Regions from separate parts of the Dromaius novaehollandiae genome. Here region 2 is linked to region 1. Evidence: chromatin contacts called from public Hi-C data. All regions are on one chromosome and are shown on one strand. The core of a region is the stretch at or near the end of the contact, and the rest is flanking DNA. Distances in the headings are between cores, read along the strand shown. Region 1 has its middle 77 kb from the start of TRIB1. Region 2 overlaps LOC112989172 (a long non-coding RNA gene).

Region 1 (4,602 bases), core at 528-3,027:
ATGTTACTGCTTATCATCTTCTCAATCAATATTCTGTTATTAATTAATAGGAGCTAGGATTTTTTTTAGACGATTTAAATACACGTCCTTTTCCTTGGCTAGTGTCGGCTGGCCCAGCTCTTAGGTTTTTAAAACTGGCTTGGCATTTCAGGAAGTCCTACCTGCATTTCAGAATTTGTCATAAACCTACAAGTGAGCAAAGGAATAGTAGTAGGAGCAGGGAACAGATACAGGATGTCAATAACGAATTCAGTATTCCTAGTAAAAATCAGAGAGGTTAATTGTTCCATCAGAGAGAGGGGATACAGAAAATGTTACAGTTAGATCAAGGACTTCAGTCTTTAAATTGGATAGGAGATCAAAGCCAGAACAGAAAAAACCTAGGCTTGATGACAGTCCACATGCAGGTAGGATAAACTTCCAGCTAGCAATGAGATGCCTCAGAAAGAAAAATGGCCAAAAGAGGAGGAAGACCTTCATGGCTTCCCACAGCAGTGGGGAGGAATAAGTGTCAGCTAGCCAGCTTGTGTAAAAAGTAACCTGCACGGCATGTGAGATTGCAGCATGTGCCTATCTCTGCTTTCTATAGGGAATGTGTCCTTATGTGCATTGCAGCACGCAGCCTCCCTGTCACACGTAACGAATGCCAGACTTCTGTCTGTGAGTGAATGATGGTATTTCCCCACCACTTCAAAGTCTACACCTTTCACTTTTTTTTTTTTCACCATGATGTTGAAAGAGATGATTTTTCTCCTCTAGAAACTACAGCCATGGAGAACTTAATGAAGGGTGCTGTTTTTGAAATCCCCAGGGGTGATCCTGTTGCTCCTGGCTTTCCTGTGACTTTTGCTTGGTAATCAAGTGCTGAGCTGGACCCTTACTGCTATTAAGACCCATAACTGCAAGCACAATTGGCTGAGAAAGTGTGATGAAAGAGTCAGTATCTCACATTGTATAGGCACAAGAGGAAGACAACAGTCTCACTGTAGTTCTGAGTGCTAAGTCCCTTGGTGGTGCAAGGTACCAGAAGATACTGATACTTCAGCTCTTGGGCCAAATCTTTTTATGTTTGTCTATATACCTGTTTCACTACCTAAAGATTCTAAAAAGACAGGCAAAGGTGAGAGACACAAGAAAGTCATACTTGGTTTGTATCTTGCTCATCTGTGTAACACTGCTGACAAATATTTGGATTCCTCTTGTTCCAAATCCAGTGAGACAGTAAAGGCCCTGTCTTGGAGGGGTTATACCTAGACAGTTGAGGAGGACATGGGGGGAATGGTGAACTAACTGAAAGAAGAGCTGGGTTTAGAGCCACATTAGGTGGTCTTTTTGTTTTTCATTTAATGATGACGGAATTATGGGCTTGTTGAGTCCTGTGATGAGTAGATTAAATAAGAGCAAATAAATAAGAGAAAGAGGAAAGGAAGAGCGGTCATTGATAAGGGGGCAGGAGAGAAGCCTGGGGGTGAGGCCAAGTTGAAGAAAGGCATCTTGTGTAATGTCATCATCTGCATCTGACTCCTCTGAGAGTGGAGGTTGCTACCACCTCTTGCATCTTGTCTCCCCAGGGTGCTCGCTGCCAAGCCCGTGTTGCTAGGAGGAGCAGGAGCCCTGGAGCCACAGGGAACTTGCTGCCTCCCTTGCATGTGTGTGGTCTCCCCTACATAAGCTTGGCCCTCAAGGCTTCTGTGGAAGAGGGTAGTCCCTGCTAGGGCATGTTTCTGCTTCTTTATCAGTTGCTGCAGCTGTTGCCGGTTGCTTTATTGCAAGCAGATGCCGTTTGCTCAGCTTATTGACTGGAAATTGTGTACAGCTGCATTGTGGAAAAGTGAGCCTGAATTATCTTACCTGCAGAAGCTGTTTAAATGGAATTCTTCAAACTCCCCTTCATCCACCCCTAACACTATTTAATTTATAATTGAGACCCAAATTCAGAAAGCTTTTGAACTGTGTGCTTATAGGTACTGCTGAATTGATGTCTGGGCAAAATAGATCTTCCATTAGCATTGCTTTGCAGTTACATGCCTCACATCTGCCAGACAATATGGGATTATAGAGCAACTGATGCTACTGAATATGCTACTGTAAAAGAAGTAACATACTTCTTTTTGATTAACTTTTTCAAACACATCAGGTCTATTAACTATCCCCTCAAGTCGTGGCACTCTCACTGATATAGCACTTTGAAAATATGTGACTGTGGAGAATGGTTCCCCATTAATTTAGGAGAAGCACATTGCTGAAGCCACATTGCAAACCTGACTCACCACTTTTTTAATACAGTGAACTGTCTAGGGGATGAAGTATTCAAGGAGAGCAGCATCTAACTTATACAAAAGAACATAGTTTCTCATGATGCATTGGAAGACTTGGTTTATTGCTTCCTTAAGTTACAGTTTTTAATAAGAAAAGTTAACTTGGACTATAGTTACAATATCAGCCCTATAGCCATATCTGCATTCTTTGTACTTACAAAAAAAACCCCAAAACCAGAAAACAAAACAAACGTGGAGTGTGACTTTGGGGAGAAAAGGTACTGCCTAACTTACTGCATCTAATTCAATAGTATTTAAAATAGGACACTTATGCCATCAGTGGAGAGTGACAAACTTCTCCAGAGAGTAGTTCAGGATATCTGAGTTAGGTCTCTTCTCTAGAAGGGCTAGTGTTGATCCACTGGATGCACAGGGAGAGAGTAGCTTCCTATAGGAGATATCTGAAGTTAGTCTGAAAATCTTCTGTTCCTCTTTTCTGTAAATAGGTTGTTTATTTATTTATCTATTTTTCACATCCATATATCCTGTTTCTTAACATACACTCTTTGTACAAAGTGAACCAATATGCCAGTACTCTTTGGTTTTAGTGGGTCTGCTTAGTGAGGTTTGTACAGCTTAGCTCAGAGTAAGCAGTCCTTTCACTGTAGGCTGCTTAATGGAATCAGCAGTTACCTTCAAGGTCAAATAATAGAAGCAATTTCAGTTAAACAGGACTTTGCTGGACATTGTAATAATCAAGGTAATGTTCATGTTGAAGTACTCTCCTCAGTCAAAGATGCATAATGATGTCAAATTCTGCCAGTCCTGTGAAAAAGCTGGGAATGGAACTTAAAACCTTGAAATACTTCTACAAGAAAATGCTAATCTGCTGTCTGTTGCAAAATCAGTTCTGGGTTCACATTTATATTCCAAACAACAGGTAATGCATCACCAAAATGTCAAAGGACACAATGTTTTTAGTACTTAAAGGAAGAGAATTACCAATATTACTGGTAAATGGGAAGCCTTAGTGTTTGAGCTGCAATGAGTTTAGTAGCATGCAAGATGCATATAGAAAAAGCCTCAAGGGACCTGAGAAATAAAAAATAGCAGGAGGAGATTAAGAGAAAGGCTCACGTAGAGAAGTGAAGGTGCTTTTTCTTCCTCCTGAGAGTAGACGTAGACGTTTCAAAGGAATTTTTAACTGCAGTTGGTAAACAGATAAATCCTTTTCACCTTATTGTTTATGGGAGGGAGAAAGCTTGTTGGGGTAGCCTGGCAAAATTACAAGGACACGGTTTCTTGGCCAGTGTCCGCTATGGGGCTGCCTTTTGTCTTATTCTGTGCATGAGACCAGTATAGTACCCACTCCCGGAGAGCTCCAGTGGGAGCTGTGATAATGTTACTTCTGCTCTGAATATTTCATGGTAAATACCAGGGTGGTTCATTGTTGAATATTTGACAACTGTGTGTATGCAGAGTCATAAACACATACACTTAGTAAATTAAACTATTTCCTTGGAAAATGATGCTGCCTTCCTTCCTGGATTGAGGCCTACTGCAAGCATTTTAAAGACTAGCACAGACCTTGACAAAATAAAGCGTAATTACAGCATATGTACAGTTCTTGGTTTTAAAATGCCATGTATTTTGAAATATATCTATTTCAAGAGACCAGCTTGGAGGAGAGGATTTGAAAAAGGTCACAATATGAAGCTACAGGAGTTTTCTAGGATGAGGAAAACTCTGCCATTACTTACACCACTACAACTTTATTAGTCTCGCCGAGACTCTTGTGGCTGTAACTAGTAGCAAGAGAAGACTTGCATACCTCCATGGGCAGGCTGCAACGAAGAGAAAACCAAAAACGTAGCCATGATAAAGTTCCTTTCCATGTAACTGTGCAGTAAATGCAGAGGAAGGATCATGGTATTTGGAACTTATTATAGACCAATGGACAATAAGATACAATGTCATATAACCAGAGAAATTCAAACTGGTGTGTTTTGGAGAGGCAAAAGGAAATCAGCTCTGAATGGCTCAGAAGTCCAGCAGAAGAAACGACTACCAGGGTCACTTTGGAGAATTTGTCTCCTGTGATTCCTCAGGTAGGAGCTGAGATGGGGGAATGGAGAGAGGTGAGAAGCTGCAATGGAAGAAGGAAAACCAAACAATGTCCTCCTTGGGGAAGAGCTAAAGTCTGTCAGATCAAAGGCCTGACAGTCTAGAAAACGTAGCATCCCATCTTTGACATCTCATCTCCTACACTGCCTGCTCCCTGCCTCAGCTCCACCCAGGTCAGCAGCAGACCAAAAGTAGTGCTGTGAAGGCAGAGGCATAACAG
Region 2 (4,602 bases), core at 1,313-3,812, 430 kb after region 1:
AAGGGCAAATAAACTTAAGATAATGAAAACAAAGTCCAATTCTGAAGAACTGCAAAAGTAATTCACCTGGCAATAAAATGACAGATGAAACTCAGTTGGATAAATGATACACAAGGGTAAAAACAAACAAACAAACAAAAAAACAGTCCTGAGCTTTCTGTATGAAATGATGAGGAGAGCCAACTTTATCACTCAGGGACATCTTGGGATAGAATGGATAGCTTCTTTGTAAGAATTGGCTCAATGCTCAGTACACTTGGAAAAAAACAAATCTAAAATTAGGAGTTAATAGGAAAGAGATAATGGACAAAACAGAGTACCTGAGTATGCCTCTATATAAATCCCACATCTCGGTGTGCAGTTCTGCTCCCTTTGTCTCAAATGGGATATAATAAGACTGGAAAAAGTTCAGAGAAAGGCAACAAGGATGATAAAGGTATAGAATAGCTTCTCTGCAAAGAACAATTAAGCAGATTAGGAGACCTCAGAGACTACTGAGGGGTTATATGACATAGGTCTATAAAATCATGAGTAGCCAAAAGTGGGTACATAGGTAATTATTATTCTCTGCCTCTTCCCAGACAAGGATTAGTGAGCATCAACCAAAGCTAGCAAAGGGCAAGTTCAAAGCATAAAAAAGAGGTGGTTCTTCATGAGCTGCATAGCTGAGCTGCAATACTCCACACCACAGGTTGTTGTGGGTATCTCACATGGATTCAAGAGCTGACTAACAAATTATGAAGGTTCAGAGGAGAACAGGACAAGTTTATGGAAGAGAAATCCATTGAGGACTGCTGAATATAAAGACGTGACTGCTGTCTCAAAAAATTTTTGTTCTGCTGTTGGAAGATGATAAAGCTGTTCTGGGAGGTAGCACTGGAATATCAGTAGGCCCCCACACTGGTATGCCCCAGCTTTTCCCTAAAACCCTCTTCTGGCCACTCACAATGACAGGAAACTGCTTTAGGTGGACTGACCAAGTACAGTGACCACTATTTTTTATTATTATTATTATTATTATTTTATTTTTATTTTTATTACTGAAGTTTTACAAGCAAAGCACTTAGGAAAATGCTTTATAAAGAAGCCCATAGTAAAGGAGTCTGTAGTACAGACTTTGAAGGTTATCCCTGGTCTGGGGATAACTCCTTGGGGGTTATTCCCCTCCCCCCACCGCTTGGGGGTTATTCCCCTCCCCCCACCGAAACTCCTGTAAGGAGCAAAACAAGCATAGTTTGTGAAATCACTACCAGGGCTCCTATATTAGACTCGTCCATATCCAGCAAGGCTAGAGCAAAACTTGCAATCCATCCTGCGCAGGATGGAGTACAGCTGCACTACCCTCGAGGCAGGGCAAGAACCAGACTGTCGATTAGACCTGACAGCCAGGATAGAACCCAGCATGTTTACTAGATAGAGTTGTTACCCTTCATTACTTAAATAAATAAGGAGGGCGCTCTGTATAATAAAGAAGTAGTTAATTGTAGTGCAGCTTTATTTTCTGACACATATAATCATTATTAATTTGTCAGATTAGAAAACAAAGACTATCCTATGCAAGTTATCTTACAATCTGCCCTTGTAACCACCACATGCACTCTTTTTAGGATACATCACAGTAGGTATCAGATAGCTGACACGTAGCACAGCAAACCTTCTCTGTGCTTGTGAGAGCCGGTGAGTGCAGCTGTGCGCTTTTACTTTTGCTGCTCTGTGGTTCCTCCCACCTTCCCTTGTGACTGACCTGCTCTATCCTGACCCACTCCAGGGAACTCCACAGGCTTGGTCCAAGGATGAAAATTGACTTAGACTCATCTTGTGGTTTTTAAGTTTTACAAAGAAGACACATTGCTCTCGGGATAGAAAGCCATTTTCTTGATACAGTTTTCTTGACTAAAAACATCTGTGAGCCTGTGGCTAAATATGGTTACCAATGAAGACAGTCCTCAGCTGATGAATACTCAGTATGGCTGCTGTAAGCCCAACTTAGAGGTAGCAAAAGTCAGACATGGGGATGTAAGATGGAAGGTGAAGGTACCTGACATGTTTAAGTTTCCCCTTGTTGTAGCGCAGATTAACCTTGAGCTTTTGAGCTTCTCCGTAGAAGAAGAGACTTTTTTTCTGCCTAATGAGGTCCCAGGACGCTCTCACTGGAGGTTTGAAAGAATAGGTGAGACAAACTTGTCAGCTTTTTCAGTCCTGCTTTGGAACACGAGCACTAGGCTACACGAGGCTTTGAGGTCTCTTCCAGGCCTAGTTTCTGTAATTAAAGGATTTTCCCGATTTTCCCAATCAGCTCACACAATCTATATTTTAAAAGGGAGCCTGGCACAAATCTGCCTTTTGTCTCTTCAACACTGGCTATACGGTCATGGTTTCTTTCTTTCAAATCATTGCAGTTTTATGTGCACTCTATTAAAATGTTGTAAAACATTTACAGCTTCTTGATGCAAAGCACCGAGGACATTTACATTGTAAAAGACACTATCCATACCGAGTCTGTGGTGCTCGCAATTGTATTGCTTGCAGTTGTGCCTGCTGTTCTATAAATTTGACAGCTGTCTGCAGCAGAGTTCTTGGATTTCATTGAATGTTCCCATATGGACACCTTTTAGAGCTGAATCCTCTGAATTTGAGCTGTTTATTAAAGAGGTGACGTAGAGACTAGAGACGACATGTGTTTCTGAATGCCATGAATAATTTGGAGGCAAAGGATTTTAAACACAAGCACGGGACACAGTCCAGTGCTTGTTTTGCCACAGCCTTTCTGTAGGACCATGTGAGTTTGTGTCTCAGCTCCTGATGGGGCAGTTCATACTCCTCTGCCTCACAGGAGTTTCATGAAGATGGGTATGTCAGAGCAAGCAGACTGGCTCCTGGAGGAACAGGGACCTTAGGAGGACTGTGGACAGTCTGCCAGCCGATCAGTGCATGAGTAAAGAGGACCAATGGAAAGAACTGCACACCAAAATAAATGTTGTATTCTCAGCCTGTCTATACTGCTTGCCTATGACCTTTTCCAAATCAGTTAGGTCCAGGTCCTCATAAATATTCATGCAATGAATCAGTGGGAGCTTTGACAGCCTATGTTTTAGGTCCCAGTTTGGAAACCTGGACACCTGAACACCTTCTGGTCCTAGCATTCATTGATGAAAAATAACAGCAGAGATCCTTCCCAATAGAAAACCAAATCTATGACCTTTCTGGGATCCCACTCGACTCTTATCTGACATAAACTCACCATATACTTCAACCAGGCCTCTCTAAACCTCCGTTTGCACTTAGCCATGTTCTGTGAAGCTGCAGCTAAAAACACCAGTTACCTTGAAAGTGCTTTTGTTACTTGTAGTTGTCATTTTCCTTCTGAACCCACACCCTGAACTATCCCATTTAATTACACTCACTGGCCATCTTTCGCCTTTTTATTGGCAATACTTTCCTTGTTAATTGTGCATGCTCGCTTTTAAAGAATAGTGCCTGCCTTTCCTTATTCAGCTCAGCAAAGAATATTTCTGCATCCTGGGAATTTTCTGTGACATGTTTATGCCTTGCTGGTAAATGTAAAAATGCAAGACATATTATGTACTGCTGAGAATCTGGCTGGCACTTTGCAGTTTTGATGCTGCGCCTTATTGTATAGTTAAAATAAATGTACCTGATATCAGCTTTATTACTCCTATTAGATGGTCTAATGGCTTGATGTGCAGGAGTTCTTCCAGCAGGATGTTAAAGGGAAAGCACCAGCTGCTCAGCTCAGCCCCTATACTCAGTATCACCCAGGGAGCAATCATGGACTCCGCAGAGTGGCATATGATGCTCAGTTGAGGCTGAGTTAGGGCTCTGGAGTCAATCTCTTGTTTCCAGATACTACATTTAATATGTGACAGAGAATGAAAAAGAGGGTAGCACGACAGCAAAAACAGAGAAAGTCCACAGATACCATTTGTAGTCTCTGTCCATTTCATTAGAAATATTACATCTTGGATCCTGTAAGGGCTCCCTCTGAGTGGTGCTATAGCAGTCTAACAGGACAGGTTTGTTGAACACTGCTGAAGTTTTGCTCAACAAATCTACCTGTGCAGTTTGAGACATGCCACAATCATTCCTGACTGACAGATATAGAAGGGAATGAATATGGCTATCCAGAGCATAGTACAGTTTGGGGTCTCTTGAGTTTCCACCACTCACTTATCCTGACAGTATCTGAATGGGGGTATCTATGAGTGAGTAAGTTACCCTAAGCAACCTTCACAGACTCATGTGTAGGATACAGTGCATCTCAGTGCATGCATACATTTGGTTAGATGAATCATACCAGAATATCCATTGACTGTACTGACTACATCTCTACTGATCATTCAGGAACCAGATATCATCTGATATACAGATATTTATATCATAGACACTAATCTTATGTCAGATGAGTCTCATGCAACATGTATTTTTAATTTTGATTTACATACTTCTATAAAGGTCTGTAAATATTTGAGCTAGTTGTCCTTGACTCTCTTTGACTCTATTTTTAAATGAGGTGAATAAGCTGGAGATGGCTCCATTGGGTCAGAAGTATCCTGCCCTGTGTGTCTCTATGGTGGAAAAAAG

The links. A called contact is a pair of places that touch in the nucleus more often than the background predicts.
Region 2: a Hi-C map of liver shows a contact between it and region 1, with 11 times the contacts expected there. The contact joins two enhancer-like sites. A contact is called at or near these places in 3 of 4 Hi-C or Micro-C datasets (brain, liver and ovary).

Annotation. Positions count from the first base shown.
Region 1 is chr2:158,158,849-158,163,450 of bDroNov1.hap1, forward strand. No RefSeq gene overlaps it. Among named protein-coding and RNA genes, the nearest start is that of TRIB1, 77 kb to the left of the region's middle. Within about 2 kb of position 1,778, at least 2 of the 2 cell types and tissues checked have open chromatin away from gene starts, as enhancers often do.
Region 2 is chr2:158,587,074-158,591,675 of bDroNov1.hap1, forward strand. All of the region lies in intron 1 of LOC112989172 (a long non-coding RNA gene), which reads left to right. Among named protein-coding and RNA genes, the nearest start is that of LRATD2, 57 kb to the left of the region's middle. Within about 2 kb of position 2,563, at least 1 of the 2 cell types and tissues checked has open chromatin away from gene starts, as enhancers often do.